3 separate regions of the Mus musculus genome follow, and all the other regions are linked to region 2. The links are chromatin contacts, called in public HiChIP or PLAC-seq maps. All regions are on one chromosome and are shown on one strand. Each heading gives the region's core, a stretch centred on a gene start, on an enhancer-like site or on the middle of the called end of the contact. The rest is flanking DNA. Distances are from core to core; before and after follow the strand shown.

The links. HiChIP or PLAC-seq counts read pairs in DNA pulled down with a chosen protein or histone mark.
Region 1: a contact with region 2 is called in an HNF4G HiChIP or PLAC-seq map of pancreatic cancer cells. The contact joins two enhancer-like sites. A contact is called at or near these places in 1 of 15 datasets of contacts at CTCF or cohesin (the NIH/3T3 cell line), 3 of 115 datasets of contacts at active chromatin or transcription factors (embryonic fibroblasts, heart atrium and pancreatic cancer cells) and 2 of 9 other capture datasets (adipose tissue and liver).
Region 3: a CTCF HiChIP or PLAC-seq map of the NIH/3T3 cell line shows a contact between it and region 2, with 15 read pairs. The contact joins the promoter of Ngf here to the enhancer-like site in region 2. A contact is called at or near these places in 8 of 39 promoter capture datasets (the 3T3-L1 cell line, 3T3-L1-derived adipocytes, embryonic stem cells and 4 more), 1 of 15 datasets of contacts at CTCF or cohesin (the NIH/3T3 cell line), 14 of 484 Hi-C or Micro-C datasets (the C2C12 cell line, the MC38 cell line, adipose-derived mesenchymal stem cells and 7 more), 6 of 115 datasets of contacts at active chromatin or transcription factors (cardiomyocytes, embryonic fibroblasts, fibro-adipogenic progenitors and 3 more) and 2 of 9 other capture datasets (adipose tissue and liver).

The regions. Positions count from the first base shown.
Region 1 is chr3:102,489,694-102,492,578 of GRCm38.p6, forward strand. The region is part of intron 1 of Ngf (nerve growth factor); the gene reads left to right. Among named protein-coding and RNA genes, the nearest start is that of Gm46818, 15 kb to the right of the region's middle. Within about 2 kb of position 1,293, at least 62 of the 459 cell types and tissues checked have an H3K27ac peak or open chromatin away from gene starts, as enhancers often do. A contact at or near this core is called in the NIH/3T3 cell line, embryonic fibroblasts and pancreatic cancer cells, where this site is marked.
Region 2 is chr3:102,364,849-102,367,735 of GRCm38.p6, forward strand. No RefSeq gene overlaps it. Among named protein-coding and RNA genes, the nearest start is that of Gm40110, 6.5 kb to the right of the region's middle. Within about 2 kb of position 1,618, at least 54 of the 459 cell types and tissues checked have an H3K27ac peak or open chromatin away from gene starts, as enhancers often do. A contact at or near this core is called in the C2C12 cell line, the MC38 cell line, the NIH/3T3 cell line and 6 more, where this site is marked.
Region 3 is chr3:102,468,548-102,471,299 of GRCm38.p6, forward strand. Ngf (nerve growth factor) reads left to right here and starts at 1,372. Exons shown (of 3, transcript NM_001112698.2): 1 at 1,372-1,413.

The sequences.
Region 1 (2,885 bases), core at 43-2,542, 120 kb after region 2:
AGTTAGAAGCCCACAGTTGTGCAGATCACAGTTGTGCAGACTGTCAAGGCATTAAGCCAAGGAGATGAAAAAGGGTCTACTCTCCAAACCCTGTCCCTGGCATGACTGCACCTATCTGAGGAAAGGATCCTTCTAATCCACCAGATGATTCTGTGTGGTCCTGACCTTAGGAGCCCCTGTCTGAGAGAGGGGCAACCCTTTGGAGAGAGAAAGGGGACAGACACTCTTGTTACCAACTTTACAGTATTGCCTAAGGCCAGTTGAAATGTTTGTGGTCTGAAGATGAAGGGACATTTCTCTTATTGACATGGAAATAATTAGCATGTTTAGCTTTTCGTCTTCATTGTCCAAATACTGTTCAATAAAACATCTTATTGCTGATAATTATCCAAACATTACAGCAAATGGGGGACTCCTGCCAAGGCCAGGGATGCATTTCCAGTTACAGAGTGCCAGAGTGGTTTTTTTTTCTTTAATTGCCACATATTCACCTGGCTGGCATCCTCTGACTGTGGCTCAGTGACGTGGCTCATCAATCCCAGGTGAGGAGCACTCTGATAAAGAGTAAATTCTTCTCCATGGTCAGATCCTGAAATGAGTGGGTGACAAACACAGGGACATTGTTTCCTTGACTGAGGCTTGTTTTCCATGTGTGGGAGGAATTCCAGACTTGAGAATCCTGCATCCAGACTTCATAGATTTCCCCTTTTCTGGTCAAGACAACACGACTAATGATAATGAACAATACCAGCTTGGCTTCCATGATCCAAAAGGCTCAGGGTCAAAACGTGACCTCCGTGGGGATTGGAAAGGATCCAACAGCAACTACTGTCTTCTGTTGTCAAGTTGGACCACAGGCTTCACCAGAGAGGCTTTCTCTTGGCTTCTGCGGCATGAGGCAGAGCAGATGTGCCTGCCTGCTAATGCGCTGGAGGATGGAACTATTCTTCCACTTATTGAAATCAGATGCACGACACTCAGAACTGCCCTACACACAGATGGTGGCTCCACGCAAGCTCCATCAGAAAATTACAAGAGCCGTGCTTCCATCTTCTAATGCTCTGACAACTGTGGTTTTCTTTTAAACCAAGCAAGCACGAGGAAGAAAGGCTTTCTCCCTTCTCCATGCACACAGTCTGAGGGGCAAGACCTCTGTCAAATAAAACACTTCTAGATAGCTAAAGCCGCACCTTTGCCCCTTGATCTACTTTCGCTTTCCACGGTTTCAGTCATCTGTGGTCAACCACAGACTGAAAGTATTCAATGGAAAATTCCAGAAATAAACAACTCAGTTGTGAATTGCATGCTGCTCTGAGTAGCTGGATAAAAATCTTGCTCTATCCTGCCAGGATGCCTGCCATCCCTTCGGCCTGGAGTATCCATATTGTATGGATTTACCCCTACCTGTTAGTCACCTGGCGACTGAATTGATTATCAGATTTACTGCCTTGAGTGTGTGTAGAGAAGCCTAATAAAGTGGCGCGTTGCTGGGTCATTTGCTTTACCCCATCTTTTATATCTTGCAGGCATTATATCATAGCATCACAAGAAGTGTGAGTACAGGATGGGGGTGGGGGTGAGACAGATAGACAGAGAAGGGAGGAAGGGACAGAGGGAGGGAGGGAAGGAGGGAGGGAGGGAGGGAGGGAGGCAGAGAACATAACATATCACTGTTATAATTTTCTATTTTGTTTTTAGCTATGTTAGTCTCCTACTGATTTACTTCATATGTTAAGCTTTTTCATAGCTATAAGAATAGGAAAAGCATGGTATGTAGAAGGTTCAACATTACCATAGTCTCAGTAGCAGCTGAATACCTCAGAACAAAGAAGGGCTGACTACTGGATAACACCTGGGATGTGGTAGATAATTCTGCAACGTGTCCTAAATGCAGTTATCTCTGCATAGGAGGGATTGGAATAGAAATCAATATGGCACTGGAATGAAAGACAGTAAGGTGAATGGAGCAACCTATATTTAATCATCTAATTTGTAACTTGCCAATAAAATCTTCTGAGGTTGTGTGGAAATACATAAAGTATTCAATTTGAGTATTTCAGTTTAACTTCAAGAATTTTTTTTTATCTTAAAATGCTAGAGAGGTAACAAATTAATTCAGTCGCTCTGATGTTTACATTTTAGTCTAAATTGTTTTGAGTTTCTTTTGGCTTTTCTATATTAAAAGTACAGAATCTGGGTAAACTGTTGTTAGGATAGCTTTACTAATTGATTGGAACTGGAAATTTCCATAAGGAATTTGTTAGTTTCCTCTCTGTGAAAAGTATTGCCTATTGTGAGAATTAAGTCAGATAATGCATTGAAAATATTTACTATCACAGCTAACACACTAGATACTGGAAAAATTTAGCTATAATTCCCCCCCTCTGTATTGAATATATATTTCATTTTTATCTTCTTACAAAGATAACACCAATATCTAATTTTAAAATGATGTGTGTACTATGTGTGTGTGCCTCTCCATCTGCTAGTGTGCACACATCACAGCATGCCTGTCGAGGTCATAGGTCATCCATGGCTGCCAGCCACCTTCCGCCTTGTTTGAGTGCTACCTCACCCAGCTTCCCGTGGGCTCTAAGGCATCAAGCTCAGATCCTCGTGCTTGTAATATGAACACCTTACCCACTAATTTTCCCCAGCCCCCTAAGAAGTTATTTAAAAACCGGGAGACTGGCAGCTTCCATTATCTTAATTTCTGAGTCTATGAGATTGGTGTAAATGCAAAAGACTGCAACGAGGTGCTCTAGCCTCTGTCAGCGCTTAGCTCTCTTCCCAGCTGCCCTTCAAGGCTTGCTTAAGATGGCACAGCATGGCAAGCAGTAAGGACTGGAGAGGACTTTGCAATTCATCCCATCATTTTCTAGATA
Region 2 (2,887 bases), core at 368-2,867:
GCCACTCCGGAAGACAACAATGAAAGGAATCGACTGGAAATTTCCTCACTAGTAATTTAGCTGGGACTTGAGTTCTCTTGAAAGGATATTTTCCTTAGGCTACCATACTTTCTGATCACTTCAGCTCTTCTGTGCACTCTATGGAGTATGTGCCAAAGATACCCCATAGAGTATGTGAGGTGACACAGATGTGGGTCTCATAGGTGGTATACACAGCCATGAGTACACTGTCAGGTTTCTGCCATCTGACTGGCTAACAGTGTCCTCCAGCATTCTCCCCTTAGAATCCTAATCATAAGGATTAAGCAAAAAGTGAGACCTCAAGGGTAGTTTGGTCAGGAAGCATGGAATACACGTACTGTTCATGTAGATAGAGACCTATATGTGGTTAAAATTTCATCTGTAAAGACAGGGGCGCTATTGCAGATGTTCCACTCCCTAATATAAAGCATAGCCAGATCCTGTCCTCTTAGCCAGGCTTCATGCTAAGCACATTGCTAGGAGTGTCTCATTGAAGTGTCTCATCCAAGCTTTATCGAGTAGGTAAACTAGGTATTACCCCTAGTTTACAGGCAATAAAAGCCAAAGTTAAGTAGTCACCTACATCATCGAGTTGAAAAAATGATCAAGATAGGATCAAAGGCCATAAATATGACCCTGAACTAATACTATAGCCACATATAGGTTCCCTTATTAATTAAATTAAATAGATTTTAGATGTATGTTCAGCACCAAAACCAAGCACTTGGCTAAGATCCATTAGTGGTCAGTAAATGGCTCGATGGCAGCATGTTATCATGCCACAATAACAAGCATTTTATCTTGTATCATGCGTGAGTATAAGAAAAATGGTTCACTTAGTAAGATGCAGGGATTTCATAACAGAATAATTCCCAACCTCTCGGTGAATGATAGATAATTTTAGGAGGTTGTAGCCAGGATAAATGAAAGATCCAGGACCAAGTCCTTCACATGCTAAGCTGTAGGGCTTCACTAGCAGTCCTTTTTGGAGTCCCTTGGATAGCAACATTAAATTAAATTAATTAATTACTATTATACATTTTTCTTTAATAAAGATTACTCTTCCAGTATATAAATAATACAAAAATTTGGAAACTGCAGTAAAGTAGTAAGAAAAGAAATCAAGACAATTTTACTGTTTGACAGGCAATTTATTAACTTTTTTTTGTAATAAAATTGAGATTTTTTTAAATTTGATTTCCTGATAGCATGAGTGACCTTCAAATTCCCATGTACCTGAGTCACCAGATTTCTAAATCTGGTCCCTTTGACCAGGGGCACAGAGAGGGCCTATGATTGGCTGATGCTTAACCCTGAGTCTCAGGGGTACAGTAAGATAGATACTGGCAGGGCAGTGGCCAGCCAGGCTTCTCTGGACAGGATGACAGAGGCCTTGCTATCTCAGGGAAAAAATGCTCAGCACTGAGCCAGTATTCTGCACAAGGGTCGACCCAGTCCAGAAGGAAGTTTTCCTGGGCCCCGTTCCCACTCTCGTGGTCACATCACGGTGACACAGCAGGAAGCTGCGCCTCCCCAGAGCCCAGGTCTCTCACAGGAAAGTGCTGTCAGGGGTTTCCACATGGCCATCAGTCCAGGCACGTGGGGTTAGCAGCAGCATTCCAGCCTGCACTGTTTATCCACAGGCTGGACTGGGGCCTCAGGACTGGGCTAGGGCACTTCCTCCATGCCATTCTGATGCACTGCTGAAGCCTACTGTGGGGACAAATACCAGATCTGTGCTGAGCCTTACCAGACAGATTTCTTTGTGTTGATGTGAAAACCCACCTTTCAAGATGTTGCTAAAAATGACAGACATGAAGAAGTGTGTAATTGGGCTTTTTACCATTTTGTGGATTCTTTTTCTTTCCCACCTGTCTCCACCCCTCTCCTTCCACACTTTCAATCCCTTAACATTAGGTAGGAGAGAAAAAAAGTCAGAGGGAAAAGGGGGTGATGACATGGTTAGATTACTCCTTGACTCCTTGATACCTAGGGGTGTTGAGTTCCTTGGGGCAAGTTTGATTTTTGCTGTCCGGGTATCTAATTTCTTCTTTTCGTCCCTTCATACATGACTTGACAAACCTCAACAAACTGCACCTAACAGCAACCACCTACCAACCGGCCAACCAGCAGCAGCCCCTTCTATGGGGAAGGGGGTGGCTCTAGCATTTGTATATCCTCTGAAAAGTCCCCTGAATTTCAAATGTCACACACTCACAGAAATCATCTGCAGCTGGCAAAACCACGCCCTTGCTAGAGCACAAGGCAAATCACAGTCACCTGCTGTGAAGCAGCCCATATCACCATACCTGGGATTAAAACAAAAACATACGTATATTCTGCGGGTGTTTGTTTGTTTGTTTGTTTTTTAAGAAACCAAAATTCTCGCTGCAGAAATGTATCTTCCAACTGAAAGAAATATGTCTTAAAGCCTTGGGCATCTTCCTTTTGCTGGATATTGCCCCATGGCCTGAGTGAAAAGGGCTCTCTTGTGCACTGGTCTTATCTCCAGAAAGAATTCTGCTGTCTGTGGATGCTGTAATGCCAGGCAAGAGTGTTGGAATCTAGTCTGTCATCCTGGGTTGACCTGCATGTTGCTCAAGAGTGGAAGCACAGAGATAGAGGGAAGTGTAGAGGAGGGATCGAGAAGTTCTCTCAGCTCCCACATCCAGTGCTGGGAATTGACTGTCATCTTACTTCTTTGAGTTCTTGGCTTCCTCCCAGGTTTCTTTCTTCCAATAGGCTACTTTTTTTTCTCATTGATGCTGTCAGTCCAAGGTCATTAAGTAAACATGATAATGAGCTTTCTGAACCATAGGATTCTAAGACCCCATTTGAGTCCTCTTTATTTCAGGTGACATTTTAT
Region 3 (2,752 bases), core at 122-2,621, 100 kb after region 2:
AGGACTGGAAATACATCAATAGGTCCTCTCCTTCCCACGTGACCTTCAATGGGGAAAAAGGACCACCTGGGCCTCACTCCATCCCAACTTCATGGAGCATGATTCTTGCCTAGACTAAGGTGTCACCTTCGTACCTTACCTTCCCTCTGTCACTCACTTTCCTGCATCCATTCCTTCCTGTGGCATTCATGAAGGTGGGGGTGGGGCATAGAACATGTCTTTCCGAAGGAAGTAAGTCATTTCACACAAGTGTGTGTGTGTGTGTGTTCATTTCCAAAATCCATAGAATTTTATTACAATTGTTAGTGCACATTTGGTGAAAAAGCTGACTTAGGGCATATTTCTCCCTTGAAGCTGAGGTGTAAACACCATAGAGGAAGGGGAGGTCAAACGGGGAAGACCCCATCAGCTCCTGAATCTATCAGATCCAAGACATTCTGGAGGGCCAACTGAGGACCCCCCACCATAAGTAAGTAGACAAAAGAGGTGAGAGAGAATTGAGGTGAGCCCTGGGGTGGTGCAGAAGGCCTGGCTTTCTCCTGGGTCTGTGTTTACTGACTCCTAAAAACCGACAGAAGCCCTAGGACCCCAGATCTAGAAACACGCAGGGAGCACATACAGACACAGTTCCATCTACAGTTTCCAAGGGACCAGCTCTCCTGGGAGGCCCCTGCAATGCCAGTGCTAAGGCTGGCAGTGGGAGTGGGAGTTGGGGTAATCTGAACACCTAAGGTCCTCTTCCTTTGACCTCAGGCAGATATACCTCTGTCTTGACATTCTAGTTAATTCTGCTTCTGCCTGGTTTCAGAGCAACCCCTGGCACTGGCCAATCCAGGAGTTTCCGGTGTTGTGGGTGTTCTCAGTGTTCCTTCAGCTCTCAGATTTGCAGAGATAGCAACACCTGATATCCTGGCCACCAAAGAAGACTAAGTCACCCCAGGAGGCTAGCAAGGCAGTGAGCCAGGGGAAGAGGTAAAGGGACTCCAACTCAGCCAATCAACTCAGCCCTGCTCAGCCTGTCTGCCCATTGGTGTTTGGAGCCAGCTACCTTGCCTGGTGCCCTAGAAAATCTCTCTCTGCATCTGTGACCTCCCCCCACCATGCATTTTCATCTAAACCAGGGGTTTTGAATTCTTCCCTGACTGGCTTTTCCTGGCTATGTCCCATCAACTCGGGAGCTATCCATCCCTTGTCCCCAGGACCCTTACAACCCGGACCCCTGGGTCTAGTCACAGCAGGTGCGGGCTGGGATTGGAGTTGGCCAGAGAGGGAGGGGTCGGGTGAGTGGGGGGCAGGATTTGGAGAGGGTGTGACGAGCCTGGAGGAGGGGCTAAATACAGTCAGGAAGCCTGTTAAAGAAGCTCTGTGCTCCAGCACGGCAGAGAGCGCCTGGAGCCGGAGGGGAGCGCATCGGTGAGTCAGGCTTCTCTGAGCCGAGCCCCGATACGGGTGCAACGCGGTGCGGCGGACTGGGGTTGCCGGGCTCCCTGGGACGGTGTGCTTGGATCCCTGTCTAGCTAGATCTTTGTGGGCTGAAGCGCACCCTTGAAAGAACTGTCCCGAGTAGATGTAGGAACACGAGATCGTGGGCACGCAAGGGAAGCGAAGGGAGTGAGGGTCTCCCTGGTCGTGAAATTCCCTGTTCCTGGATGACCAGAAGTACCAAAGTCAACACTGGCGCCTGCAGAAGCTGCATTGCCCAGCCTGAGCTCTCAGGCTAGAAGGGGACAGCGCTCAAGAGAGCCTGGAGTGAGGGATGCGCGCGCTGCGAGCGCGCTGGGGTGGCGGAACAGTAGCCCGCGCGCGGTAGAGGGCGAGTGCACAGCACGCCGACTGGGCAGTGCTCACAGACCCAAGAGCGCCTCTCTGCTCCTAGGTAAGAGGACTGTCAGCCAGGGTGATCTAGACTCGGTGTTTGTAGCAGGGTTCAGAGTGTAATATTGTGGGTACCAAGGGTTGATTCTGGAAGCTTGGGTTCCAAGTGCCGAGCACCAGGGTCCTCGGTGGGGCCTGCTGGGCATCCCAAGGCATAGCCTTACTGCTTGGGTCACCCAGTACATTCAGCTGTCTGCTGCCAGGTGTGGCAGAGGCTGGCACCCGGGATTGGGAAGGGCAGCGGTCGCTCTTGGGTTCAGGCAGAGAAGCTGCAGGGGAGGGAGAGAGGATTCTGGGGTCAGGGTGTTGAAACTTGAATCCAATGTAAACATAAGGCGTCTTTAGCACCGTTTGATTACAATGCTCTTGCTTTCCTAAAACTTTCTGAGATTCATAAGGAAGGTGATTTTTGGCTTGACCTTTCTCATCAGGTTTACTTCAGAGAGTCAAGAAGAGCCTGCTTGTTAGGCTGGTTTTTCCAAGTTGTTCCAGACTGGAAATTGTGCAGTTTGAAGGATAATTTATGGGTCTTTCGTGCGTTAAAGTGTATTACTACGAAGTCTTTTGGGTGCTGTGGGTATTAAGGAAAACTCAGTGCACGTTCCCAGCTGCAGACCAAAAATACTGCTCTCCTGGGTGCCTCTGCCCCCATCTATCATGGGAGGCCAATGGAAACCCTGGAGAAAAGCCATTTGATGTATTGCCCCCATCCTCCCAGAGTCCTCTCTGGCAGTACCAGTCTACTCTCCCCATAGGCATGGCCAGCTGAACTTTGCAAACTCAGAACTAGCCACAGAGGTCCCATCCATAACGTCTCCTCAGGGTCTCGAACTCCTGAAACTCAGTTATAACTGATGAAAAGGGCTGCCTGCCCCTC